Linked DNA regions of Mus musculus: region 2 is linked to region 1. Evidence: chromatin contacts called from public Hi-C data. All regions are on one chromosome and are shown on one strand. The core of a region is the stretch at or near the end of the contact, and the rest is flanking DNA. Distances in the headings are between cores, read along the strand shown.

What was found. A called contact is a pair of places that touch in the nucleus more often than the background predicts.
Region 2: a Hi-C map of uterus shows a contact between it and region 1. The contact joins two enhancer-like sites. A contact is called at or near these places in 1 of 15 datasets of contacts at CTCF or cohesin (the NIH/3T3 cell line) and 2 of 484 Hi-C or Micro-C datasets (nephron progenitors and uterus).

The regions. Positions count from the first base shown.
Region 1 is chr3:58,199,980-58,207,145 of GRCm38.p6, forward strand. No RefSeq gene overlaps it. Among named protein-coding and RNA genes, the nearest start is that of Gm40057, 8.4 kb to the right of the region's middle. Within about 2 kb of position 3,347, at least 43 of the 459 cell types and tissues checked have an H3K27ac peak or open chromatin away from gene starts, as enhancers often do. A contact at or near this core is called in uterus, where this site is marked.
Region 2 is chr3:58,332,198-58,339,538 of GRCm38.p6, forward strand. No RefSeq gene overlaps it. Among named protein-coding and RNA genes, the nearest start is that of Gm32847, 34 kb to the left of the region's middle. Within about 2 kb of position 2,119, at least 21 of the 459 cell types and tissues checked have an H3K27ac peak or open chromatin away from gene starts, as enhancers often do. A contact at or near this core is called in uterus, where this site is marked.

The sequences.
Region 1 (7,166 bases), core at 2,097-4,596:
AGTGATAGGCTTTATGGCAGGGATCATCAGTATATTCCAAAGAGAAGAAATATTTCCACATGAGCACAGAAGTGGTAGAAGTATACAGAACCCAAGAGAATCATGAGAAGACTCAGAATAAATGGCCACCTTCAGACTGAAGGTAGATATGCTGTATAACTCATGGGCCTCAGAGAAAAATTTTAAATGTGGATTTATTTGTTCAAAAACTATAAATTTCAAGGAGGAAACTTGTTGAACTAGGCATTGGGGAAGAAAGACATCTGACCACAGAGCACCTGAAGGCCTTACCCACCCATGATGTTGTCCTGAGAAATGGAGGGATTTCCACTACTGAGAAGCGTACAGTAAACCATTGAAGGCTGGAAATCCACATGGTCCTGCTGCATGAACCCTTGCTATTAATTACTTGTAAATCTTGCATGCAGTTTCATGCACTCTCTGCTGAGTGTGTACTAGGCAGGGTTCTCTAGAGGAACAGAATGGTCAGAGTGTATAAACACTATAAAGGGGGATTTATTAGATTGGCTTACATGCGGTGTGCTGGGTAGTCCAACAGTAACTGGCCGCATGCTGGGGAAGCTGAGAGTCGGGTACCTCTTAGAGTATAAAGCTTCAGCAGACCCAGTTTGATGCTGAAGGCCTGGAGAGTCCTTGGAGAGTGGCTGATATTCAGCCCACGCTGAAATGCTGAATCTTACTGAATCCGTGGGAGATGGCAGTAGTCAACAGCAAGAGACACACGCACTCTGGGAGAGGTGAAGTCAGGCTAGCAAAATTCTTTTTCACTCAGACCTCTTTATATCTAGGCCAACTGTGGGAAGATCATCCAATCTAAATACAGGTTTTGTCCCTTCACTTAATCCTCCCTGGAAATAAACTTCCATAGACACATCCAGAGGTTTGTCTTCTAAGAGGTTGCAGATCCAGTCAAGTTGATCTCATAGGGTTTTAGTTCACAGTGTAAAGGAAGTGTATTCTCTGTCCTCATGAAAACTACATGATCTTCAACAAGCCAGAAAAGACTAAGTGGTCACATTTAGGTAGAATACCCTTCCCTGGATGTCCATAGGGTGACAACAGCAAGAACAAAATCAATAAGGAAGCAGGAGCAGGCAGAAGAGCTGACACTTAGCAGCACAGCAGTAACAATTACCCATTAAGAGAAACCTATGTTCTTTTGGTTAAGAGGATGAAATCTCCAGCCTGGGTGAAGATCTGACATTACATACCACCCCAAACCATAAACAAACAAGCTAGTCCAGTCAGGCCAGCTAATCATCTAGCCAAAGGACCACCTCTCAGGAAGGAAGGACCATCCCTTTGAGGTCCAAGGATCATTTCACCTTAGTCTATGCTAAAGAAATAGGCAGAATAATCATTCCTCTCAGTGAGAAACTAGACTTATACTTCTCAGAATTCATGCCCTGTAGCACAGTTCCTAGAAGCCATCACTCTCTCTCTCTTCCATTTTCTTCCTCCAGGCAGCTGCTGAGATTTACAGTGTGCCTACCTTGGGATATTCTTTTAAACTCTAATGAACTTGTCCTCTTTGAATAGGCTTTGGCTTTGCTTGACTTTCAAACTCTTCCTGGCTCTTAACTCTTTAATCAAACACACACACACACACACATATAATGAGAAACTGGACATTTCTATTACTGTATATTAATTATACAAGATAATGGGTATCATGACTTTCATATGTGTCTACAATATACGTTAATAATATTTCACCCCATCACCCTTTCTTGTCCTCTTCCCTCTCTGCCCTTATTCCCCAACCCCACCAACTAGTTATGCTCCTAACTGCATGTTTCCGTAAAAACAAAAAACAAGAAACAAAAACCAGAAAGAATCTAGGTTCTGCACATGAAATAAAACATACATTATTTATACAAAAAGTACTTTTCCTTCCAGTTCTCAGACTGGGAAATGGATGTTCAGATTAAACTACCAAGATCTCACACAATGAGGAGAATACAACTCTTTAATGGAAAACTGAATGTTGGGATTCAGGATGGGTTGTGATAGACAAGAAATAACAAATAAACACTGCACAGGCCAGATAAGAAAAAAGAAGCATGTGCCAACCGATCAAGCTATTTTTTAGGTGATTAAGATAACAATTTTCTAATTTTCTTTTTTATTTATATTATGTATATGAGTATGCTGTCTTCAGACACATCTGAAGACGGCATCGGATCCCATCACAGATAATTGTGAGCCTCCATGCAGTTGCTGGGATTTGAACTCAGGACCTCTGGGAGAGAAGCAACCAGTGCTCTTAATTGCTGAGCCATCTCTCCTGCCTCTGTCAAACTATGCTTACATTTGATAATCATTCATTGGATTTCAAATGTTAATGCCCCCAATTAGGGAATATGTAGAGAAATGTAGAACAAAAATATTTTTCAATTACTAAGTCCAATAAGGAAGAGGGACAGAGGTGGGAATAATATCTCTAAAGAAAGTTCACAAACTAAGAATAATATATGATGTTCTTATAGCTAAAGGGGACATAATAAAGCCCATCAGGCCCTTACTCTGAGGATAGCGTTAATCCCTTAACAATCAGACTTGGAAGACTAAACCCACAGAATGTCTGCCTTAGATTTAATACAACACGTGCTGTCACTTATTTGCCAAACTGGTATATATGATGAGCAGACAATTAGAACACAGATATGCCCACTAAATGTGTGAATGAATGAATGAATGAGTGAGTGAGTGAATAGATAAACAAATATAATTTTAAAATGTTTAATGGTATTTATATATTGGCTTGTGGAAAAGACAACTATTTTAGCCTCCTGCTTTTGAGGTTTATATGACTTGTTTATTTTTGTTCAGCTCTACCTTCCACAGAGAGTTCATTTAGGACAGGATAAATTATGGCTGAAAGTGGCACAAATAAACGTGAAAACAGACAGTCATGTGACAAGAGAAATCTAGATTTAGAAATTCAACCTGGAGATTAAACTGCTGGAAATATTCTTAATGTATATTTTAGTGGTAAATTGTTGACATTCTTTCCGTGCTTCCCGACCTCAGCTATTCAATCTTCTCGGCTGTGGTTAAGGGAAAAATTCAGGAATAGATAACTTTAGAGAATTAGGGAGACAGTGCTTTGCCTGTGGTTAGGAAAAAAATGAGGAAATGAAGAGAAAGGGGAGAAGGAGGGAAGAAAGAAGACAAAGAAAAGAGAAGGAGAAAGAAGAGTGAGTTTCCGTTGCTTGGGATGAGCTGGTGAGAAGTCAAGGCCCAGAAGGTTCCTAAGAGGCTCCATCTTCTCCTTTGGCTGAGCCAGGGGAACACAGATCTGCAGTCAAGTAGCCCAGGCAACACAGCCTTAGTCATTTTATATAAACTGAAGCAAAGAAAAGCAAACTGCATGAGTGGGTGACGCATTTCTGATCATACTGCAATGTCTCAAAACTAGTAAAATCATCTTCAAATACAGCCTCAAAAGGACTTGTTTATCAGGATGTCACATTTATGGCCCAGATGAATTGCATTCAACTATCAACATTATAAAATTGATATACGGGCACTTAGATTGTGGTTTTTCTATTCAGGCCCCAAACTTAATAATACTACATCCCTTTTGCTTGGGAACTTTGAAACTGAGAGCTTTGGGAACTGTGGACATCATAGTCGCTGAGGAGACAGTTTTGTGTATCTCCTTTTATTTTTCCTTGGGACAAGAGGGTTAATTTTTTTTAATAGAATCTCTTTCGGTTTCCAACATGGCAGTAATCAACTAAAAAGACTTTGCCTGGGCCAGGACCTCTAATAAAATTACGAAGGAATCATTTGAACTGATCCCAGATGGAGAAGCTGTGATTTTTAAAGAACTGAAACTTTAAGATTCTTCAGTAATGTTTTGGTAAACTCATCAGGAAGCGCACATTTGTGAGGCTGGGGGACTGAGGTGAGGCTGACAGCCTCAATCCTGCAGAGGCCTCACTTCCACCCCACCCTGTGGAATCCAAAGAGAGAACCTCTATCAGAGCCAAGACCTGCCTTCAGGGCTGCCCACAGCCCTGTTCTGGGAAAGCCCTATAGAAAACAATCATTTTAAATAGATCATATTCAGTTTTATTAAAAACCAAAACAGCTGGGGCATTGATTTGCAAACTTTGTAATGGCCTTGGTATGTCTGATCGGGCCAAGATATTAAAAAGATATTTAAGGAGATGCAGTGAGTGCCTCCAGCCCAAGCTTTGGCATACTCAAACAGTGTCACGGTGCCTTGAGTAATTGTCTCCCTTTATGTTTCTCTATGCAAAGAAGGGGGGAGGGAACATTTATAACCGGATTTACTGTGACACATGTAGTATAAGGAAAGCCTGTGCCATTTGCCAGCACTCCTGGACAACCCGCCCCCTCCCAGTTGCTCAGCCATGTGTCCTAGGAATGATGTGAGCAGGCATTAAGTTGGTGGTAAAGGATTCTGGGATCTGAATGCTTTAACAGAAATGCCAGAAAGCTCAGGAGCTGTTGGCTTAGGGGAAGAAAGCAGCAGGAAGGTCTGATCAACAGCTAGGTATTCTTAAAGATGCTTTCACCCTGACCATGGAATAGACTGAGGTTGACTGTCTCACTGGGGCCAACAGCCTTGCTGAGACTTGCTCAGGCTTAGTTAGTGGAGCTTTCCATTGTCCTAGGCTTAGGTTCCTACCTTGCCATCCCCACTCCGCCCTACAAGTGCTCTCCGGTTTCTGTCTGCCTGCTGCAGCCTCACTCTTGGTCATCAGACTTTTGGCCTACAAGCTCTTAGCCACACAGGTTATTGGGCTATGAGAAAGCAGCTGCTGTTTGGCCATTCATGTTTCTAGTCTACTGCTTATTGTAAAACAAGTTTAAGTGCCTCTGCTCTTGGAATAAAAGCAACATTTATTGGACACCTACTATAGGGATGACTGCACAGGACACTGAAAAGCTAGACAAAATTGGCATGTGTGATGGGTCTTTGCCTTGAAAACTCTACAATCTAATTGAGATTTAGTGATCTCCTCTATGTCTGAGTAAACTTCAGTCAAGTTTCCTAAATTCTATATCCCTCAGTGCCTCCATAGAACAAATACTCTACAGAACTACTGGGAAATAATGGGTATAAAATGCTTAGAGCAGTATATGGTAATAAGAGCTAGTATATTGTGGCCAGTTTTGGGGCCCTTAGCAGTAGGATAGAGGGTAACAAAACCAATCATCTGTCATATTTTATATTAAAAGTTTTGAGTTCTTAGTGTGCCACAGAAGGTGGGCATTACTGTTGTGCATTCATTTTTTAAAAGATTTATTATTTTGTGTATATGAGTACACTGTAGCTGTCTTCAGACATACCAGAAGAGAGCATCTGACCCCATTACAGATGGTTGTGAACTACCATGTGGTTGCTGAGAATTGAACTCAGGGCCTCTGGAAGAGCAGTCAGTGCTCTTAACCACTGAGCCATCTCTCCAGCCTGTGCATTCATTTTTTTTAAAACACAGGGATCCTCTGCCAGGTTACTAACTCATGTAAGCTTTCCTCATTGACAGAGATTATAGTCAGTGCCAAAGCTCATGATTTTATAAAGTCAAATGAAATCTTAAATAGTACTTCTAAGATACTAGCGTATATATGGTAAAAATGATAGTCAGTGGATTTCCCAACAAGCCTTATGGGAAGACTGGCCAGCAAAACTTCAATGCAGTGCTACCAACACCACAGCATCCTGCTCTTCCTGGCAGTAGGCCTGAAAGGGGCAAGGAGGAGGGAGAAATTTCTGGAGCCCAAGAAGGATAGATGTATGAAGAAGGCTGTCTGGCAGAAGCTTCTTGTAACTCTGGGTAAAGGGACACAGCCAACCTGCCCATAGCAAAGCAGAAGAGAGCCAGGAAAAGAAATAGCCCATCTTACCCCAACCTCATCTCTCCTTGCCAGGGCCCGTGGGCAAAAAAGTTCTTTGCTACTGTCCTGGAGACCATACTTGTAAGCTGGGAAGAGTAGAGGAGCAAAGGATGGTCCTGAGGAGAACTGTACGGAGACAAGGCAGTCTGGAAGTACAGACTTCATACAGAAGAGCTAGGCCAGCTCAGGGTGCTCCTGATGTTTTCTTGAGTTGGGTGGCTTGTGTCCAGCCCAGCTCTTCTGGGCACACACTAAAGGAAGAACTTGCTGCTGCTGCTGCTGCTGCTGCTGCTGCTGCTGCTGCTGCTGCTGCTGCTGCTGCTGCTGCTGCTGCTGCTTTAAGACAAGGCCTCCCATGTATCCCAAGCTGCTCTCAAACTCCTGACATTTCTCCACCATACCCAGCTAATGAAAACATTTTCTAATCTGTTCAGTTGTGTAAGTCTGACTCCCTGAGAAGTCAACTGAGTGCTTTTGCCTGAAAAGAACAAAAAATAAAATAATAACAACAACAACAAAACACCCTCTACTTTTCTTTTTAAGGAAGTTTGGTTTTTGTTTTTTTTTAAGAAGTCCTGGAAATCATCTTTTTAAAACTCAACCTTTGTGGTTTGTTTCACTGGATGTTCTTATGTTCCTAACAGAGGAAAGGGACCTGTTTGTTTACATTGCTATGCAACAGGAGGCATTGAGCAAATGGTTTCCCAGTTTTTATTATTTTAAACTTCACCCAGGAGGAAATTGATCCAAGCTTTAAAAAAAGAGCAGAAACAGAATCTAATGTTTTCAGACTTTTACATGTAATTTCAAGGAACAGACAACATTAATAAATAGGAAGGGGAAAAAAACCTCATATTTCTCACTTTCAAGGTAAAAATCCATATAAAGCCATATTTTTACTTAACCAGTTTATTTTACAGCTAACTTGTATATTTCACACTAACAAACTGCGGGAAGTTGGAAATATGTTTCTTGTAACCAGATGTTAGCAGAAGGTTAAACAGCTGTAGAATTCTTTTCATCCCTCCTCCTTACCCCAACAACACATACCAAGTCCTCAATAGAAGCAGTCACAAGCAGGGAAGTAAGATGGACAGAACTAAGCCATTCATATCCCATGTGGTTTCAAGCTCACCCCCAACACACACACACACACACACACACACACACACACACTACTTTGTCTATAAAAACTTCATTGAACTCTTCATAATGCCAAGAGACCTTCGGATGACATGCATGTCTGTGCTGACTCTATCAGATTGGCA
Region 2 (7,341 bases), core at 869-3,368, 130 kb after region 1:
ACTTCTATCTCCCAGCCTCCAGATTAGGGTTACTGGTGAGCCTTCCAATTCTGGATTGTAGTTCATTCTAGATATAGTCAAGTTGACAACCAGGAATAGCCACTACAGTGGTCTTTCTCCTTCCATCTTTGGGATTAAAAGAATTTCTGAGTCTCCTGCCTCTACCTCCAAAGTACTGAGATTACAGGCTGATGTTACCACAACCAGGGTGTATAAAATGGGGGATAGGCCAGGATTTGTGTGTGATGGGCTATACTCTTACCTGCTAAGCTGTCTACAGGTCCCTAGAGTGTAACTTTTAAAAATGTTGTTTTCATTTCTTGCAAAATTGTAGCAGTTTTTGGTTTCTGTTTTTGTTGTTTGTTTTTTTTTCTCTTCAGAAAGTAATATGGAGATAAAACAAAAGGTTATTGATGGGGGAACTCATCAATTGGTGTTTTTATGGTCAAAAATAAAATCCCTTTGTGATTTTCTCCCCTACTAGCTAGATCCTAAATTGATTTTTAAAATACCATCCTTCTCCCCCAAGACTTAGAAAAAAGGATCAAGCCGGGTGTGGTGGCGCACGCCTTTAATCCCAGCACTCGGGAGGCAAAGGCAGGTGGATTTCTGAGTTCGAGGCCAGCCTGGTCTATAAAGTGAGTTCCAGGACAGCCAGGGCTATACAGAGAAACCCTGTCTCGAACAAAACAAAACAAAACATACAAAACAAAAAAGAAAAGAGGATCAACGGAATGTTCCCGTTTTGTCCACTTGGAGTTTTCGTTTAGTGACTAAATTGACCGAACTGAAAAGAAATCCAGATAAAACATCAGAGATAAGTGTGGCTTTATAAAAATGAGTGGTATGTGGCAGCATGTCACTTCCCAGGGAGCTGCTCCTCCAGAGACAGGGACAGGAAGTCAGTCAGGAGCTATCTATCCTCTTCATCCATCCTTGTGGAATCCCCAGGACCACTCAGAGTGTCAGGCACAGATGGAAGATTATGAAGGAAGCATTTGCCAAGTGAATGAAAAGGGGGGATGGGGAGGGCTAGAGGGAGGGAGAGAAGAAAGGGAAGACCAACAGGAGGGAGGAAGGGAGGGAGACAGAGAGAGAAAGAGGTATTGGAGAGAGAGGTAAAGAGGGAGGGAGGCAGGAAGGGGTGAGGGAGAGAGAGAGTAAGAAAGAGAGGAGGGGGCTGGGGGGGGGGACAAGGGGTGAGTGAGGCAGAGAGAGAAAGACAGAGAGTCAAAGACCAAGACAATTAGACAGAGAGAGCGAAAGAGCCATTAAAGTTTGAGGGAAATAGGCAGGCTAGGAGGAGATTTCCTCCCTGGGATTCCTGATCCAGCCTTCACATCCCACCCAGTGTTTTGCAGTGGATCTAACTTCGGAGTCCCCAGGAAAAGAAGTGATTTTGGCATCGGTAAATCCCCAGGTTCTCTAATAGCTTACCACTCGGCATCTTATTAGTTAATTTCCTGTTTGAAATGAGATTTATTTATTTATTTTATTTTTAAGGCACTCTTACTTTGAAGTTCAAGCTGACTTCAAATAAGTAACAATCCTTCTGTCTCAGCTTCCCAAGTGCTGCAATTATAGGCGTGCACCACCTTTGTTGGCAAAACTGATACTTTAAACTATCATCCATAATACTAAAGAAAAAAGGAATTCCCCAGCTTCTCATCTGGACCATCTATGTTCAATACATACCCATAAATGTCTCTTCATTTGCTTTCTCCCTTGGTGCAAAAATAGACGGCGACTCACCAGCTCTTTCGTTTCTTTAGTAACACTTTTGCGAAGAGTTACTGCACTCCAGCAGTTAGACTTCTGCACAACTTCAAAGGGGCTCTCTGAGAGCTGACATTTAATTTGCTGCTGCTACAAGGCACTGTGTTTGTTTGATAACTTAGCCCTCCCTCCCCACGCCCCACTCCACCCCCGCGCCCCATCCCCTGAGCCAGGTGTTTCTCCATCTCTGGATAAAATAAGGTGTCAAAGCCCTGGACTTTGGCTATGTTCCCAAAGGGTATTAAAATACACTGGAAAGATGAACCTTCTTGGCTGGAGGACGATGCCTGAGAGGAAAGGAACACAAGCTGGTCTGACAGGATCCTGGGCTTGGCCCTGATTCATCCCACCTCGTCTTACCTGGACTAACTGCTGTTTTTGGTGAGGTTAGCGGAGCTGAAGCGTGCTCTGAGGATCTGAGATTTCATCATATGCTATTAGGTCACATTTCCCCCAAAGTCAGGCCTGCTCATATCTGAATTACTGAGCTCATTATTCGTCAGGTTTAAAAAAAAAAAAATGTTTATCTCCAATGTTGCTCCAGTATATTTTAATTTTAGGACAGACGTTTTATCCGACACAAGCACAGCTTCTGGTAAACTGTTCTGAGTTTATCTATATATAGTTTTAGAAGCTGGAGGTCTACGAAAAGTAAAGAGTACTCCAAGATAAATCAGACCTACTAAAAATAAAAGGAACTGTGGTTGGCTCTTCTGTTTGTTATCAGTGCTAGGAAAGTAATTTCCCCAAATCACAGAAAGAAGGAGAACAGGAAAAATAAAAACTATGGCAGTTCTAGGCTAATTAACCCCCTGGTTTGGATATGTTTTCATTTAGTGTTTAAAACAAGATACGAATTCACGTTATTTTCCACCTTGCTTCCTTAGCCTGACATCACAAACCCTGTTCTCCCGTTTTTGCTGTATGGTCTCTTCCGTGGCACAGACAGGTTTTAGTGAACAAAAGAGGCTGGCAATTTAAAAAGAAGGGGGAGGGGAGAGGAGAAGGAGTGGGTGGGGAAAGAAATACAGATCATATGACATTTACTTAAGTCATATCTTATCATCAAATTATTTTTCATTGGTATTGCAGAGGATCACTCTTCTAGACAATGTTCTAACATACACAGAATGCATCTGAGGGGGCATACTAAAATTTGTATTTGTTTTTGTTGTTTTTCTCATTGTGTTTTGAACTGCCAGGGATCCGCCTTTTGCCTTCGCACATGCTGGCCACTTTATTAACAAACTGCAGGCCCAGGCTCCAGAACTATTTTAAAGATTATTTTTCAACAAGGAGGCAGCGACACTCTTTATCTTTTGTTCTTAAAAAAAATTAAAGAATTTGCATGGAGGAGCACAACCTCCTAGAATTCTGAGTTTTATTGGAAATCAAGTCTTTTTAATATATTCCCTAAGGACAAAAGTGTTTTGCCAGCCTCGGTGCCAATGAGAGCAAGCTTCTCACTTATTATTCTGAGAATTAATAAGTGATACAATGTGAGGGGGCCTTGCCAGAGTCCTCTCGCCAGTTCAGCTGCTGAGCCTTAAAGTGTAATAAAGAAAAATAAGATGGGGGCGGGCAGGTTGGAGCATTGAGCAAGGATGAAAGGGACAATATTGTATGCTCGTATTTCTTTTACACTTGAGATTCTCCCATTTTAGAAGGAAGGAAAATATGGGCAAATGTGAAGGGCCGTGTTTTTAATAAAAGCCTTGGCTGCCATTCTGTAGGAACTGATGCAAGTAATTCTATCTCTTTAAGGGTTCAAAGTAAAAGAAAGAAATTAATTGACAGGACTTCATACGGTATTTGGAAAATGCATTGCTTTGTGCTTGGTGTAATTCTGCTGGGGGGGGGGGGGAGCAAGACCTCTCTCAGATCTAGTTCTGTTTTGTATTATATTTAAGGATGGAACGAAGAAAGAAGGGAGAGAGACAGGGAGAGACGGAGGGATGTCCTCAAACCCAACACGGTGCCGCCTCATTTACAGCTGTCCTGTTGCAAGATAATAGCAGCTTGGATTTTTTTTTTCCTAGTAGAATTAGAAAGTACAAACTTTTGTTGCAGATTTTCTAATGAAACCATGATACATATTTTTCTGACACGCTATAAAAACAAGTCCGCCTGAAGCCCCTGCTGTCAGAGGCCTGCCACGCTGGCTTCCAGGGATGGAATTCCTTGAGAGAGACAGTGTTTCATACCTCTGCCCTCAGCAATTCAGCTCTGCTTCGTTCCAATATGCATTTTTGCGCCATGCATCACAATAACCTTGAACCTGGCCCCTTAGAGGGGACCTTCGCAGTGAGATCCAGCAGTGATTGTGTCTGAGCCACATTCTCTGCAAGATGCTGCCATAGAAACTGAAGCCGTTTATGCCTAACCTGCTCTGGTTTGCTCCTGAGGGCAAGATGTAGAACAGGCATTCTGCAAGGGTCACTGAAACTTGCAAGATTTCTCCACCTCTGGCTAGTGGGAGGAGCCGGAGCTTGTAACTTGGATTGAAGATCATATGAAACCTATTTATGTCTTTTTTTTGTTTTTAATGTTCTCTTTTTTTATTCCCAATCAGACATGGAAGAGACACTGAACCTGAATCAAAAGTAGGTTTATGAGCATGACTGGAACTAGCACTCCATACAGATGAGACGCCGAGTGACCAAAATAAACACAAACTCTCTATGAACCAAATCATTGCAATATACCTGTCTTCAAAGCCCACAGGCTCCTGATGCTCTCATAAATCCACACTGCATTGAAAGGGTGTGCCTCTGGCTTCCACCAGTAGCTTGCATCCACTTGTATCACATTCAGCTGCTCTCAAACCTGCAAATCATTATCTGCCTGGCCGTGCGTGAACTACTGTCCAGAACAGTCTCAGTCCCGATGACCGCTCTATCACTTCCTGACTGCTGTCCTAGTACAAATATAGGTATTGTTGCAACAAGGCAGATAGTAAAGAAGTAACTCCACTGAGTTGGAAAGATCTACAGTTTAGGAAAGTAAATGAACTATATATACCCCCACCCCCTGCATCCTGAGCATTTGAAATACCCAAACCCTTCCCCATCGTGTGCACCAAATGATAATCACCACAGGCCTGCCCAGGGCCACACCCAGTTTTTAGTGATCTCACTTTCATCTCTCACAAAAAGCAAATTAGGATGCAAATGAACATGATTGCTACAAGAATAAAACATGCTAGCATGTTTTAGAAAACTATTATACAAGCCAGTGAATGGTTGGATGGGTAATAGGGCTTGTGGAGCAAGTCTGGCAACCTGAGTTGGATCACTGAAACCCATAGTGGAAGGAGATTCTGAGTCCTCAAAGTTGCCCTTTGTGAAGGGCTGAGAAGCACCTGAAAAAAATGTTCAACATCCTTAATCATCAGGGAAATGCAAATCAAAACAACCCTGAGATTCCACCTCACACCAGTCAGAATGGCCAAGATCAAAAATTCTGGTGACAGCAGATGCTGGCAAGGATGTGGAGAACGAGGAACACTCCTCCATTGTTGGTGGGATTGCAAGCTGGTACAACCACTCTGGAAATCAGTCTGGCGGTTCCTCAGAAAATTGGACATAGTACTACCGGAGGATCCCGAAATACCTCTCCTGGGCATATATCCAGAAGATGCCCCAACTGGTAAGAAGGACACATGCTCCACTATGTTCATAGCAGCCTTATTTATAATAGCCTGAAGCTGGAAAGAACCCAGATGTCCCTCAACAGAGGAATGGATACAGAAAATGTGGTACATTTACACAATGGAGTACAACTCAGCAATTAAAAACAATGAATTCATGAAATTCTTAGACAAATGCATGGATCTGGAGGATATCATCCTGAGTGAGGTAACCCAATCATGAAAGAACTCACATGATATGCACTCACTGATAAGTGGATATTAGCACAGAAACAGAACATCCAAGATACAATTTCCAAAACACATGAAACTCAAGAAGAAGGAAGACCAAAGTGTGGATACTTTGCTCCTTCTTAGAATGGGGAACAAAATACCCATGGAAGGAGTTACAGAGACAAAGTTTGGAGCTGAGATGGAAGGAGAGACCATCCAGAGACTGCTCCACCTGGGGATCCATCCCATATACAACCACCAAACCCAGACACTATTGCATATGCCAGAAAGATTTTGCTGACAGGACCATGATATAGCTCTCTCATGTGAGGCTATGCCAGTGCCTGGCAAATACAGAAGTGGATGCTCACAGTCATTTATTGGATGGAACACAGGGCCCACAATGAAGGAGCTAGAGAAAGTACCCAAGGAGCTGAAGGGATCTGCAACCCTATAGGAGAAACAGCAATATGAACTAACCAGTACCCCCCAGAGTTGTGTCTCTAGTTGCATTTGTAACAAAGGATGGCCTAGTTGGCCATCAATGGGAGGAGAGGCCCTTTGCAAGAGGTCTTGCAAAGATCATATGCCCCAGTACAGGGGAATGCCAGAGCCAGGAAGCAGGAGTGGGTGGGTTTGGGAGCTGGGCGGAGGAAGGGTATAGGGGGCTTTGGGGATAGCATTTGAAATGTAAATGAAAAAATTATCTAATTAAAAAAAAGAAAATATCAATTTTAAAAAATGAAAAAGAAATAGTTGCCCTTTGACCTCCACATATACATCATGGCCTACACATACACACACATACCCTCATCATCTTTCTCCTCCTCCTCATCATCAATACATTTCTAAACACTGGTACTTCATTTCTTACTTGGCACAGCCAATCAAGCCTATTGATATTCTAATGCTGCTGCTCCGTGCCGACCACCACTGCATGAATGCAGTTGTTTTTCACACATTGGAAATTAGTTTGTTCATATTGTTATATATAAACCAGTGCTCAGATTTCTGAAAGGATTAATTTTTTTTTCCAGAAAACCCATGGAAAGGTCATTTTATTCTCAAAGTAAAAGGAACCCCAATAATTTTCTACCAGAATGTCTTTATGTAGAAATACTAGGCAATTTGCTCTTTACAAATTGTTTTGTTTTGTTTTTAGCATTTGAACTTTTCCCTATCCGTTTTATTTACATGAGTAGGCTAGGATGGATTTTTGTTGAATGAATAAATACATGAATGGATGGGCCACTTCCAGGGGCCTAAGAATAGATTCAGGAGTATTTTTAGCTAAATTAAGTAAGACCAGCGGCTTTCAGAGATGATGCATTTCAGATCCTCTCCTAACTCATGTCAACTTGTGAGCCAGGTCAAGGCAGTGTCATCGTCCTGACTAACTCAGAACGTTCAATTATTATGGAAGAGGGAGAGACCAAGAGCTACACGGCTATGTTTCACTGATTCACTCAACAGAAAGGGGAATGCTCGTCGCTTTTCTCAGTACTACATAATCTGCTTTTCTTTTCTTTTCTTTTTTAAATAAAGTAATGGCAGTTACTTTCTTAAGAGCAAATTATATGGGGGAATGGAAAATAGCAACTCTTTAGGGAAAAATCCACTTATTTCATGTCCTTAGTCTTGTTCCCTCCAGCCAGGGAAAGGCATTTGGTACAGTGACTAGTAGTACTGGTGACTCCAGGTAG